2 separate regions of the Sus scrofa genome follow, and region 2 is linked to region 1. Evidence: chromatin contacts called from public HiChIP or PLAC-seq data. All regions are on one chromosome and are shown on one strand. Each heading gives the region's core, a stretch centred on a gene start, on an enhancer-like site or on the middle of the called end of the contact. The rest is flanking DNA. Distances are from core to core; before and after follow the strand shown.

The links. HiChIP or PLAC-seq counts read pairs in DNA pulled down with a chosen protein or histone mark.
Region 2: an H3K27ac HiChIP or PLAC-seq map of alveolar macrophages shows a contact between it and region 1. The contact joins two enhancer-like sites. A contact is called at or near these places in 1 of 47 Hi-C or Micro-C datasets (liver) and 1 of 2 datasets of contacts at active chromatin or transcription factors (alveolar macrophages).

The regions. Positions count from the first base shown.
Region 1 is chr13:197,225,458-197,231,248 of Sscrofa11.1, reverse strand. CRYZL1 (crystallin zeta like 1) reads left to right here. Exons shown (of 13, transcript NM_001098596.1): 5 at 4,161-4,205; 6 at 5,713-5,781. Among named protein-coding and RNA genes, the nearest start is that of CRYZL1, 20 kb to the left of the region's middle. Within about 2 kb of position 2,973, at least 3 of the 83 cell types and tissues checked have an H3K27ac peak or open chromatin away from gene starts, as enhancers often do. A contact at or near this core is called in alveolar macrophages, where this site is marked.
Region 2 is chr13:197,396,589-197,402,379 of Sscrofa11.1, reverse strand. It overlaps ITSN1 (intersectin-1), which reads right to left. Exons shown (of 42, transcript XM_021070946.1): 17 at 5,132-5,259; 18 at 476-705. Among named protein-coding and RNA genes, the nearest start is that of ITSN1, 98 kb to the right of the region's middle. Within about 2 kb of position 2,834, at least 2 of the 83 cell types and tissues checked have an H3K27ac peak or open chromatin away from gene starts, as enhancers often do. A contact at or near this core is called in alveolar macrophages, where this site is marked.

The DNA of each region.
Region 1 (5,791 bases), core at 1,724-4,223:
CTGCTGGGTAACACAGGGAACTCTACCCAATATTCTGTGATAACCCATAGGGGAACAGATATGTGTACATGTAAGCCTGAATCACTTTGCTCTACAGCAGAAATTAATACAATATTATAAATCAACTATACTTCAATAGAATTTTTTAAAAAGCTAAATGGTAGCTAATTGGTTTACCGATACATAAAATTATACACACTTCTTCAAACATGAGTGAATTAAACAGAAGCGTTTGCCCTTTTGTAATCAAAAAGAAAAATGGAACTTAATTGGTATTTTATAACTGAAGACTTGTGAACAGTTTCATGAATATTTACGGATTATGTATTTAAATCCCTGAGTAATGCCATTGAATAGAATGACCAGTATTGTCCTTTTTATGATGTCTTTACAAACCAGCCTAAATTGCTTGTGTAAATTGGCTTTGGGCCAGAATTTATATAACAGTTAAGAATGACATTCACATTAAATTTTTAAAGTGTGCCTAAAGTTGAGTATTTAAAAAGTATGAGTTCTGTTGTGGCTCAGTGGGTTAGGGATCCAGCATTGTCACTGTAGGGGCTCAGGTCGCTGCTGTGGTTCAGGTTTAGTCCCTGGCCCAGGAACTCCCACATGCCTCATGTGCAACCCGCCCCCCAGAGGTAAACAGTTTACTCATCTGAAAATGGGTACTGGGGAGAAATAACCAGTAAGATTTTATAATTTCCTTAAAGAAAAAGGTTAGTAAATAGTGGTCTTAATATGCGGGACAGTGAGCCTAAGGTACTTGAAATAATTTGTTTCTGAATAAACGTTCTGTTCTTATTTGCTGCTAGTAGTGATCAGTTTATGGTCGCTCTTTCTGCATATGTGAGTGGATAAATGAGCATTATCATGTAGGTTAGACATTTGCATTTCACCAGTAATTTTAATCTGTAATATATTTGATTCTCAAAAAAAAAATTTAATTAAAAAAAAAAATGGAGTTCCCATCGTGGTTCACTGGTTAGAAAACCTGACTGGCATCCATGAGGACGAGGGTTCCATCCCTGGCCTTGCTCAGTGGGTTAAGGATCCGACATTGCCGTGAGCTGTGGTGTAGGTCACAGACCTGGCTTGGATCCCACGTTGCTGTGACTCTGGCATAGGCTGGCACCTACAGCTCCAATTATACCCCTAGTCTGGGAACCTCTGTATGGCGCGGGTGCAGCCTAGAAAAGACAAAAAAAAAAAAAAAAAGACAAAAGATAAAAATAAAAATATATTTGATTCTCTTTCTCAGTATAGTCTTCTAACATAGCTAAGTCATAATTTCATTCCCTCTCCTTTCTTCTGCTTAGATTGTAAAAAAAATAAAAGTAAGAAGTAAAACAGCCAGAAGATAACCAATCAATCAATCATTCACTTATTCCTCATTTAATGAAGACTTGCTAAGTGCTTAGGATGTGAAGATAAATAAGACAAAGTCCCTGCCCTGCAAGAGTTCACAATCTGGGGTAGAGACAGAGATATACAGGCATGAGCAGATTATTCTGAAAGCTCCAAGGAGAGGTGCCCACCCAGCCAGAAGGTTGGGAAAGGTTCTCGGAGGAAGTCACCCAGACTGAAAGGGGCCTCAGGAGGAAAATCACACTCAGCAGAGAAGATCTCTTGAGCAAAGACACAAAAGCAAGTAATAATGTGATATATATAAGAATTACAGAGTTTGGTGTTGCTGGAACAAAATTAAGTTCTAGGCAGGAGTCATAGGCAAGGTACTTGGCAGCAGAAAAACATTTTGTCAAGAAAATTCTCCCTCAAAATTCTACTCAGAGTCATTAGAGAAGATACTGAACAAAGTATTTTAACGATATGAATGCTGATTCCTTCCCTGCCCCAAAATTAGGCAAGAGGGTAGGCGAGGGCCAGATCCATGCTGAGCTCATATCTCAGATTTGGTTGTAGAGAGAGTATTAGAGTGGCCATTGAAAGGGCAGCTTCAAAAGGGAGGCAAAGCAGGCTGTAGGCAAGAGGACTGTTTGGGTTGTAGACCAATAGGCGCAAAATGGCAAAGCCCAGAACTTAGTGGAGACAGTGGTGGCAGAGGTGGCGAATGGATCCAAGACACACTGACAGTGCAGTATCAGCAGAACTTAATAATTGACTGGACCAGGTTAATCTAAAACAGGTCAAAGCCAGGAATGGTTTACAAGATTCTGGTTAAGCTATGAATTGCTGCCACATGGATAAGGGAAGGGGATCTGATTTGGAGAAAGACCCTGAGTTTAGGATTTATACTTGCATTCAGAGTGGCTAAGTGGTATCCCCCTGGAAATATCTAGTAACTTTCAGCTCAGAGGTGAGTGATCTAGGCTGGAAATACATCGATTTGAAAGTTGTCAGTTTACAGGTTGTATTTAAAATAATAGAAAGTTGGATTGGTGCAGTGGAAACAAATCTGACTAGGAACCAGGAGGTTGCGGGTTCGATCCCTGGCCTTGCTCAGTGGGTTAAGGATCTGGTGTTGCCGTGAGCTTGGTGTAGGTCACAGACATGGCTCGGATCTGGCATTGCTGTGGCTGTGGCGTAAGCTGGCAGCTGTAGCTCCAAATGGACCCTTAGCCTGGAAAGCTCCATATGCCACGGGTATGGCCCTAGGAAGACAAAAGACAAAAATAAATAAATAAATTAAATAAAATAATAGCAAGTTGATGAGCTCATTCAGGGAGAGAGAAGTGAAAGAGCTGTACAGACAGCATAGAACCTTTGTCAGTGCCACTGTTTGAAGGACAATTAAAAATGAAGCAAGCCAAAAAGAAAGGATCAGAGTGATTTCAGGAAGACAGGAATCCTCAGCAGAAGGGAAAGAGTAAAGTACCGAAGCAAAAAGTATTGGGGATGATGGCACAGGAGGAATGCAAAGCAGCAGCAAACTGGGGCCTTTTGGTTGCCAGGGCCAGAGAGGCCACTTTTATGCAGCAGGCTTCTCGCTCACTTCCCTGCTCCACCTCAGCTTCCTCATCCGTTAAACAAGAACAGTAATGTCTGGGCGTTCCCGTCATGACACAGCGGAAGTGAGTCCAACTATGAACCATGAGGTTGAAGGTTCGATCCCTGGTCTCGTTCAGTGAGTTGAGGATCTGACATTGCTGTGGCATAGGCCGGGCAGCTGTAGCTCCTGGTTTCCTAGCTCTAGGTTTCCTATCCTGGGAACCTCCATATGCCACAGGTGTGACCCTAAAAAAAAAAAAAAAAAAAAAAAAAAAAAAAAAAAAAAAAAAAAAAAGAATAGTAATATCTGCTCAATAAGTATGCTTTGAAGATTAAATGTGATCATGTGCTAAAATTCTGGCACAAGTAGGCATTCAAGGAGGTTTGGTTTTTTTACTCCTATTTCCGACTGTAACTATCAGAACAGAAATATTCTAAAGAACTGACTGATGATGGAGACCTTTTCTCGTAACTATCCCTTCTGTATAGTGCCCCAGATTTCTTGGCACAATTCTGAATTTATTTTTGTAATCCCAAATTGAAGTAATTTTGTATGGATCTCTAACCAGAATTCCCCATTGTGCATCTGAAATTCTGCCACTAAAATAATGATGGGCTAGAGTAGCCACAGGAGGTGGGGAACCCTAGGTATCCAGTGTAATTATCGTAAGAGCTATGGACTGGGTTATTTTCCTTTTTTCCTTCATCCTTAGCTAAACAGAGAGACATCCTTCTCCAAGATATCCACAACCACATGACCCAGATTTTGTAAAGAATCCAGATTTGAAGTGTTCCATCTTGTCCTTAGAGGCTATCAAAATGTCCTAGGAGTTCTTGACCTTGTCTCTGACTTAGTGACTTTTTATCAGTCCGTAGCTTTTAAAATTTATTTTAGGAGTTCCCGTCACAGCACAGCGGAAACAAATCCAACTAGGAACCATGAGGTTACGGGTTCAATCCTTGACCTCGCTCAGTGGGTTAAGGATCCGGTGTTGCCATGAGCTGTGCTGTTGATTGCAGACATGGCTCGGATCTGGTGTTGCTGTGGCTCTGGCGTAGGCCGGCGGCTGCAGCTCCGATTAGACTCCTAGCCTGGGAAACTCCATATGCCATGGGTGCGGCCCTAAAAGGATAAAGGACCAAAAAAAATTTTTAATAGGTTATATTTAATAACCTGATAATACTGATGATTAATTTTCTCCACTCTTTAGTTGGAAGCAAGGTATCATTCTTCGAACCAGATGATGAAGTAGTTGGTAAGTTACAGGTTGTATTAGTCCTATTTCAAGCCCTCTGTTTTACTGTTGTCTCTTCCTTTTTGCTATGCAGTTGTTAATGTTTATTGCAACCTTGTGTCATATAAAAGTACTTACTCGAGTTTTGGCATTTACTCTCAAATATCCATTGATAAAGAGACTTTTGACTATTTGGCTGTAGATATGATAGATAGATGACCGGTAGTTGTTATTGTCTTTGGTGCAGCCCTTCTCTGATTGGCCCCAGCCTATAGCTAGGCTGAAGGTTCCAGAGGAAAAAAAAAGTCCCAGTTCATCTGTTTGAAGACCACAGACTGACTTGGTTGTCTCCCAGCTCCACTCTCCACATCCAACTTGAATTGTACAGAGCTTCTCCCTTACTATCCTTGAAAAACTAAAAATTTACTAGAAACTTTAAATTTTTTTAAAAAAATCCATAGTTAATGCCATTTTGCAATTTTTTTTTTTTTGGCTTTTTTTTGTCTTTTCAGGGCCATGCACTCGGCACATGAAGGTTCCCAGGCTAAGGGTCCAATCGGAGCTGTAGCCACCAGCCTACACCACAGCTCACAGCAACGCCAGATCTGAGCCGAGTCTGTGACCTACACCACAGCTCGTGGCAATGCCAGATCCTTAACCCACTGAGCGAGGCCAGGGATCGAACCTGAAACCTCATGGTTCCTAGTCAGATTCATTTCCACTGCGCCATGACAGCAACTCCATCTGTCTCATCTTTTTTAATTGCCCAAGAAGTCAGTGACATTGTATTAGTCAAGGTTCTTTTTGTAAGAGACCAGAAATAAAATCAGACTTGCTCAGGGGAAAATGGGATTTTACTGGAAGCAGACTGAACTGTGCTATAGAACCAAGCTGTGTGAAGGAGCTGTGCATTGGGGACGAGTTTAGAGAGGAACCCAGGTGCCCCCACGCTTCTGACCGGGCTCCGTACATCAGCCGCCACCATTCCCGTCACTCAGAGGTGAAAAAAGAGGAAGAAAATAGAGAGGTAGGACAGGTATTATGGTGTTCATATCAGAAAATAAACTATCCTCAGAGTTCCCATCGTGGTTCAGTGCTTAACGAATCCGACTAGGAACCATGAGGTTTCGGGTTCGATCCCTGGCCTTGCTCAGTGGGTTAAGGATCCGGCATTGCCGTGAGCTGTGGTGTAGGCTACAGATGCGGCTCGGATCCTGCGTTGCTGTGGCTCTGGCGTAGGCCAGTGGCTACAGCTCCAATTGGACCCCTAGCCTGGGAACCTCCATATGCCGCAGGTGTGGCCCTGGAAAAAACAGAAAAAAAAAAAAAAAAAAAAAAAAGATAAGAAAAAGAAAATAAACTATCCTCTTCCTAATTTCTGAAATCTCCCCTTTACCTACACTGGTAGTTATTGAAACCTTACTCGAAATTCCTCTGCAGAAAATTTGGACTAATGCTTACTGGCCTTTCATTAGAAATGAATTTATTTGGGGCTTGAATCCCTTACATTTCTCCTTGTACTTTTCAGGAATTTTACCCCTGGATTCTGAAGACCCTGGACTTTGTGAAGTTGTTCGAGTCCACGAGCATTACTTGGGTATGTGGCA
Region 2 (5,791 bases), core at 1,585-4,084, 170 kb before region 1:
TTTCTCAGTATTTATAAAGAGGTAACTCATGTTCAAAGGCCAAAAAGAGTTTCAAGATAAAATCTTAGTGAAGACGTGTCAGTATAGGCGCGGGGAAAAGTGCCACTTCCTGCTGCTGAAACACAGAAATTCCCAGAGAAAACAATAAACCGGAGAAGCAGCAGGTTCTTTTCTGCGGGACAGGTGATGACCTCCATTTGGAATACAGGCGGTAGGAGTGGGGCTTGGAAGGAAACTTTATGCCACGGTTAGCCGCGGAAGACACCAGGATGCCAGCCTAAGGGGGCCAAAAGCTGGTACGGTGGTGGAAGATCTTAACCATCACCCACTGATGCTGGAGGACGAACAGCTGCTCTGTCCCAAAAAAGACACTGCGGTTCTTACCTCGATTCACAGCGCAGACGGAGCCTGAGGAGACAGGGATGTTTCCCAAGAGGATCTGGGGGGACAAAAGCCAACTCATTTGCTCTCGTACCTGCGGTGGACCAGGGCGCCTGGACCGCTGGTTTCCCTGGTTCTTGGTGTTGATGGAAAAGCCGACTCAGCTTGTCCTGCATTTCCTGTTTGCCCTTTTCCTCGCTGTCCTTCTTTTTGACGCTCTCTTCCCTTCTGAGTTTTTCCTCCTCGTGCGGTTTTCTTGGCCGGGGCTGCTCCTCATCAGCGTGCATGTGCTCAAGCCACGGCGGGTCCCTCTCCTGAGCGCGTCTGTCAACAAAACGCCTGATTACAGCACGGAAGCAGCTCCCAGGTAACACTGCCGTGACCTCTTTTCACAACAAGCTCCATCGAGTCAATGGGGTGCTACACATCAAGGGACCCTGTTCTTCAGATGGAGGGATCTGAATCCGCGAAACGGAGGCTCTCAGGGAGAAGGACATCACGGGATTTAGAGAAACACAGAAAGAAAATTTCTGATTTGTCTGACAAAGCGAGTAGAAAAATAACAAAAATAGTTCTTCATTTTAAAACTGCCAAGAAGAAAAGCTGTAAAACACACAGGAACGTAGCTTTCACGACGAGAATGTACACGCAACACTGCAAATGAAATACTGCGCAAGTAAGTCCGTGGGTTATGATCCAGCAATCCTACTCCTGGGCATATATCCAGACAAAGCTGTAATTTGAAAAGATACATGTCCCCTTATTTCACAGCAGCACTATATGCAAAAGCCAAGATATGGAAATGAACTAAATGCCCATCAGAGATGAATGGATAAAGAAGATGTGATACATACATATACGGATACACACACATACATAATGGAACACACACACACGCACACTCACACATAATAGAATACTACTCAGTCATAAAGAAGAATGAAATAATGCCATTTGCAGCAACATGGATGGACCTAGAGATTGTCATACTAAGCGAAGCCAGAACGATAAAGACAAATAAATGCCATGTGATATCAATTACATGTGGAATATAAAATATAACACAGGAGTTCCCATTGTGGCTCAGCAGTAAAGCACCCAACTAGTATCCATGAGGATGTGGGTTTGATCCCTGGCCTTGCTCAATGGGTTAAGGATCTGGCGTTGTCGTGAGCTGTAGCATAGGTCACAGACATGGCTCAAGTCCCACATTGCTGTGGATGTGGCTGTGGCTACGGCCAGCAGCTGCAGCTCTGATTCGACCTAGCCTGGGAACTCCAGATGCTGCAGGTGCGACCCTAAAAAGCACAACAAACAAACAAAGAAAAAAAAAACATAAAAAACTTATCTACAAAACAGAAACAGACTCAGACACAGAACAGACTCGTGGTTGCCAAGGGGGAGAGGGTGGTGGGGGTTTAGGATTAGCAGACACAAACTATTATGTATAGGACGGATTAACAAAAAGGTCCTACCTACTGTACAGCACAGGGAACTACACTCAATATCCTATGACAAACCATATTAAAAAAAAACGTGAAAAAGAATATAAACACACACACACATATATATGAATTGCTTTGCTGTACAGCAGAAATTAACACTGCAAATTGACTATACTTAAATAAACTTTTGTTGTTGTTGTTGTTGCTGTTGTTGCTGCTATTTCTTGGGCCGCTCCCGCGGCATATGGAGGTTCCCAGGCTAGGGGTCGAATCGAAGCTGTAGCCACCGGCCTACGCCAGAGCCACAGCAACGCAGGATCCGAGCCGCGTCTGCAACCTACACCACAGCTCACAGCAACGCCGGATCGTTAACCCACTGAGCAAGGGCAGGGACCGAACCCACAACCTCATGGTTCCTAGTCGGAGTTCCATGATGGGAACTCCATAAACTTTAAAACACAGCAATGGTCCATGAGCAATGGGATCACTGAGGGGACACACACATTTACCTGCACACAAGTAGCTCCACAGAACTGAAGCAGAAAGCAATAGGTGACTTTGAACCCTTGAGGTAGTAACCATCCCTTATTAAGGGACAGGTTCTATATATTTTACTGAATCCAACTACTTTGTTTTCTGAAGGAGCTGACACAAAGAGATAAACTGCAATTAAATCTAGGCCTTGGAAAGTCTGATGGCATCAACCCGAAATCTGTAGAAAAGACCGGAAATGATTTTTTCCTCATTCCATAATATTTTATAAAATCAGAAAATACTTTAAGTGATTATACTTTAGGTGAAACTAATGTGCAATAGGAACTGGTATCACTAATAATAACTAGTCCTCCACGTTTGTTCACTACTTTAACCCTTATACTAGGTAGGGAGGGCCTACCATTATCACCTGCTTTCTGCAGATAAGAATAATGACAGAGAAGGAGGAATAACCCAGGCAGCCTGGTTCTCAAGTCCACACCCTAAACTGCTGGTCTGTGACGTGACTAATGCACACAGGTCATCATCTCCTGGAATTAGGAAACTGCCAAGGGAACATAATGTAAACAAATAAAACTTCTATTCTCATTTCTTAAATATTATACTTATTTCCTCCCTGGATAAATGTGAAGATTAAGTGCAGTAGAATTCTTTTTTTTTTTTTTCCTTTTGTCTTTTTAGGGCCACACCCGAGGCACATGGAGGTTCCCAGGCTAGAGATCCAATCAGAGCTGTAGCTTCTGGTCTACACCACAGCCACAGCAAGGGGGGGATCCGAGCTGAATCTGCCACCTACACCACAGCTCACGGCAATGCTGGATCCTTAACCCACTGATCGAAGCCAGGGATCAAACTCACAACCTCATGGTTCCTAGTCGGATTCATTTCCGCTGTGCCAAGATGGGAACTCCCAGTAGAATTCTTTTTAATTTAAATCTGAAGCATTTCACTTACAATTTTCAAAACATCTTTTAAGAAAGCATAAAAGGAGTTCCTGCTGTGGCACAACAGGATCGGCAGTGGCATCTTGGGAGCAGTGGGACACGGGTTCGATCCCCGGCCTGGTACAGTGGGTTAAGGATCCAGCATTGTCACAACTGTGGCTTAGGTCTTGACTGTGGCCCTGGCTCAGAAACTCCATATGCCTCAGGACAGCCAAAAAAAGAAAAAGAAAAAAAAAAGAGAGAGAAAAAAAGCATAAAAAACTTTTTGGAGGGGTAGGGAGATTGCTATTCGTAACAACAACAAAACCACAATAAAATTTTCTTATAAAGGTCAGCCTTTTTTTTTTTATGGCCACACCCATGGCATGTGGCAATTCCTGGGCGAGGGATTGACTCCATACTGCAGTTGCAGTAACGTCAGATCTTCACCTGCTGCACCACAAGGGAACTTTCAAGATCATCATTTATAAAAGCACATAACCATGTAATTTCTGAAGTTAAATTCTGGGTACTATTTATCATAAAACTATAAGCAGAAAATTGAGACTTTCTGTATCATGACACTGTGTGTTTATTTCAACTCTGAAGGAATGCAAAACTCCGGGGCAGTATATTGTAAATAATAAACTTTGGCGACAAAAAAAGAATGGAGGGAGTTCCTGTAGTGGTGCAGTGGAAACAAATTTGACTAGGAACCATGAGGTTTCGAGTTCGATCCCTGGCCTCGCTCAGTGGGTTAAGGATCTGGTGTTGCAGTGAGCTGTGGTGTAGGTCGCAGATGCAGCTTGGATCCCAAGTTGCTGTGTCTATGGCTGTGGCTGGCAGCTGTAGCTCTGATTCAACCCCTAGCCCAGGAACCTCCATATGCCAAAGGTGTGGCCCTAAAAAGCAAAAAAAAAAGAAAAGAAAAAAGAAAAGAATGGAGTTGGAGCTAATCAACACACTCAAGGAATTATTCCTTGGGACATGGTCCTAAACCTACCCCCAAAGAAAACCATAAAATAGTCCTGTAAATTGGTTTGCAAACCTAGTTACCAACACACAGGCATGAAAAAACAAAAAAACAAGATACTAGCATGCACTCATAACAAAAGCGTAGAAGTGCACCTTGGCAGTTAAACTGAGTTCAGCCCAGTAAAAGTCAATGACTTGCCTAAAGTATCTATTTCTTCATCTTTTTTGTCTGATTTGAATAACCAGTTTTTCGAATTTACTGTATATCATTGGGATATTTGATTCTTTTTATTTCTTAGGACCCTAAAACCAGTTTGAAGCGGAAAAAGCAAAATATCCAATAACGAAATCAGACACACCAAAAGTTAAGCGATACATTTCTACAATCTCCTACAAACGTAACAAATAAAAATGAAAGACTACAAAGACAAATACTCAAACGAAACCAAAACAAAAATGCATCTGTGTTCTCAGCAGCAAGAGTACTTTTTTCTCCATTTGTGCTCAAGTTTAATTGCGGTTGAAAAAATGGCACGCGGTCAGGCCAACTGAAGAAACCCACCGTATATGGCCAGGGACCTCGGGGACTTTGATTTCAAACCCAGGACTCAGAGGGCCACTGTTATTAAAAGGCTGTGAACTGGAAACGTATTTTGGTATTGGCATGCAAATGAGCATCCCAAGCAGTCCAATTTCCCTGTATAAGTCCATTTATCTACACAGCCATAGCCTGAGAGAGCTCTGGGAACTCATCAGAAACTTCAGGGGGTATTTATACAGGCAAAGATTTATATATGCATGTGTTTGCACTAACACACGCGTATATATAGTGCATCTGGAGAAGCCCGGCAAAGAACAGTAAATACTCCAAGTGCCTTCCAGATGGGTCCGTGAGCCACAGAAAAGACTCACCTTTGGGCTTCTTCTTTTTGCTTTTCTAATTCTATGATCTTTCGCTCTTGTTCTTTCTGTTTCAGTCGTTCAGCCTCTATGGACTTCTGTTTTTGGAGTTGCTGCTTATTATGGATTTCTCGGAGCTCCTGTAAATAACCAAGAAACCGTGTGTGTAACGACACGTGCCGATGGGCATTTCCACTGTTTATCAACATGCAACGTTTCCGAGGCGGGGGGGTAGCCCAGCCACATAGGCAATAACGCTTCAGGTTCGAAAAATGTTAATTTGGAGAACTTCAAATCACTCTACGCATTGACAGGACTGATCATATTTTTGAGAGCCTTACACTGTATCATGGTCCCTGAGGGGCTTCAGAAGGCATCTGCGAGGGACAAGCATTAGAGAAACTACACAGTTCCAGACTTAGTGACAACAACGGAACCAACTAATTTTAAGACACGGTGGAGTTCCCACTGTGGCTCAGTGGATTAAGAACCCAACTAGTAGTTCCTGCTTCTAGCTGTGGTGCAAAGAAATTGGCGGCATATTGGGAGCACTGGGATGCAGGTTTGATCCCTGGCCCGGCAGGGTGGGTTAAGGATAGAGCGTTGCCACAGCTGTGCCTTGGGTTGCAACTGTGGCTCAAATCTGATCCCTAGCTCAGGAATTCCATATGC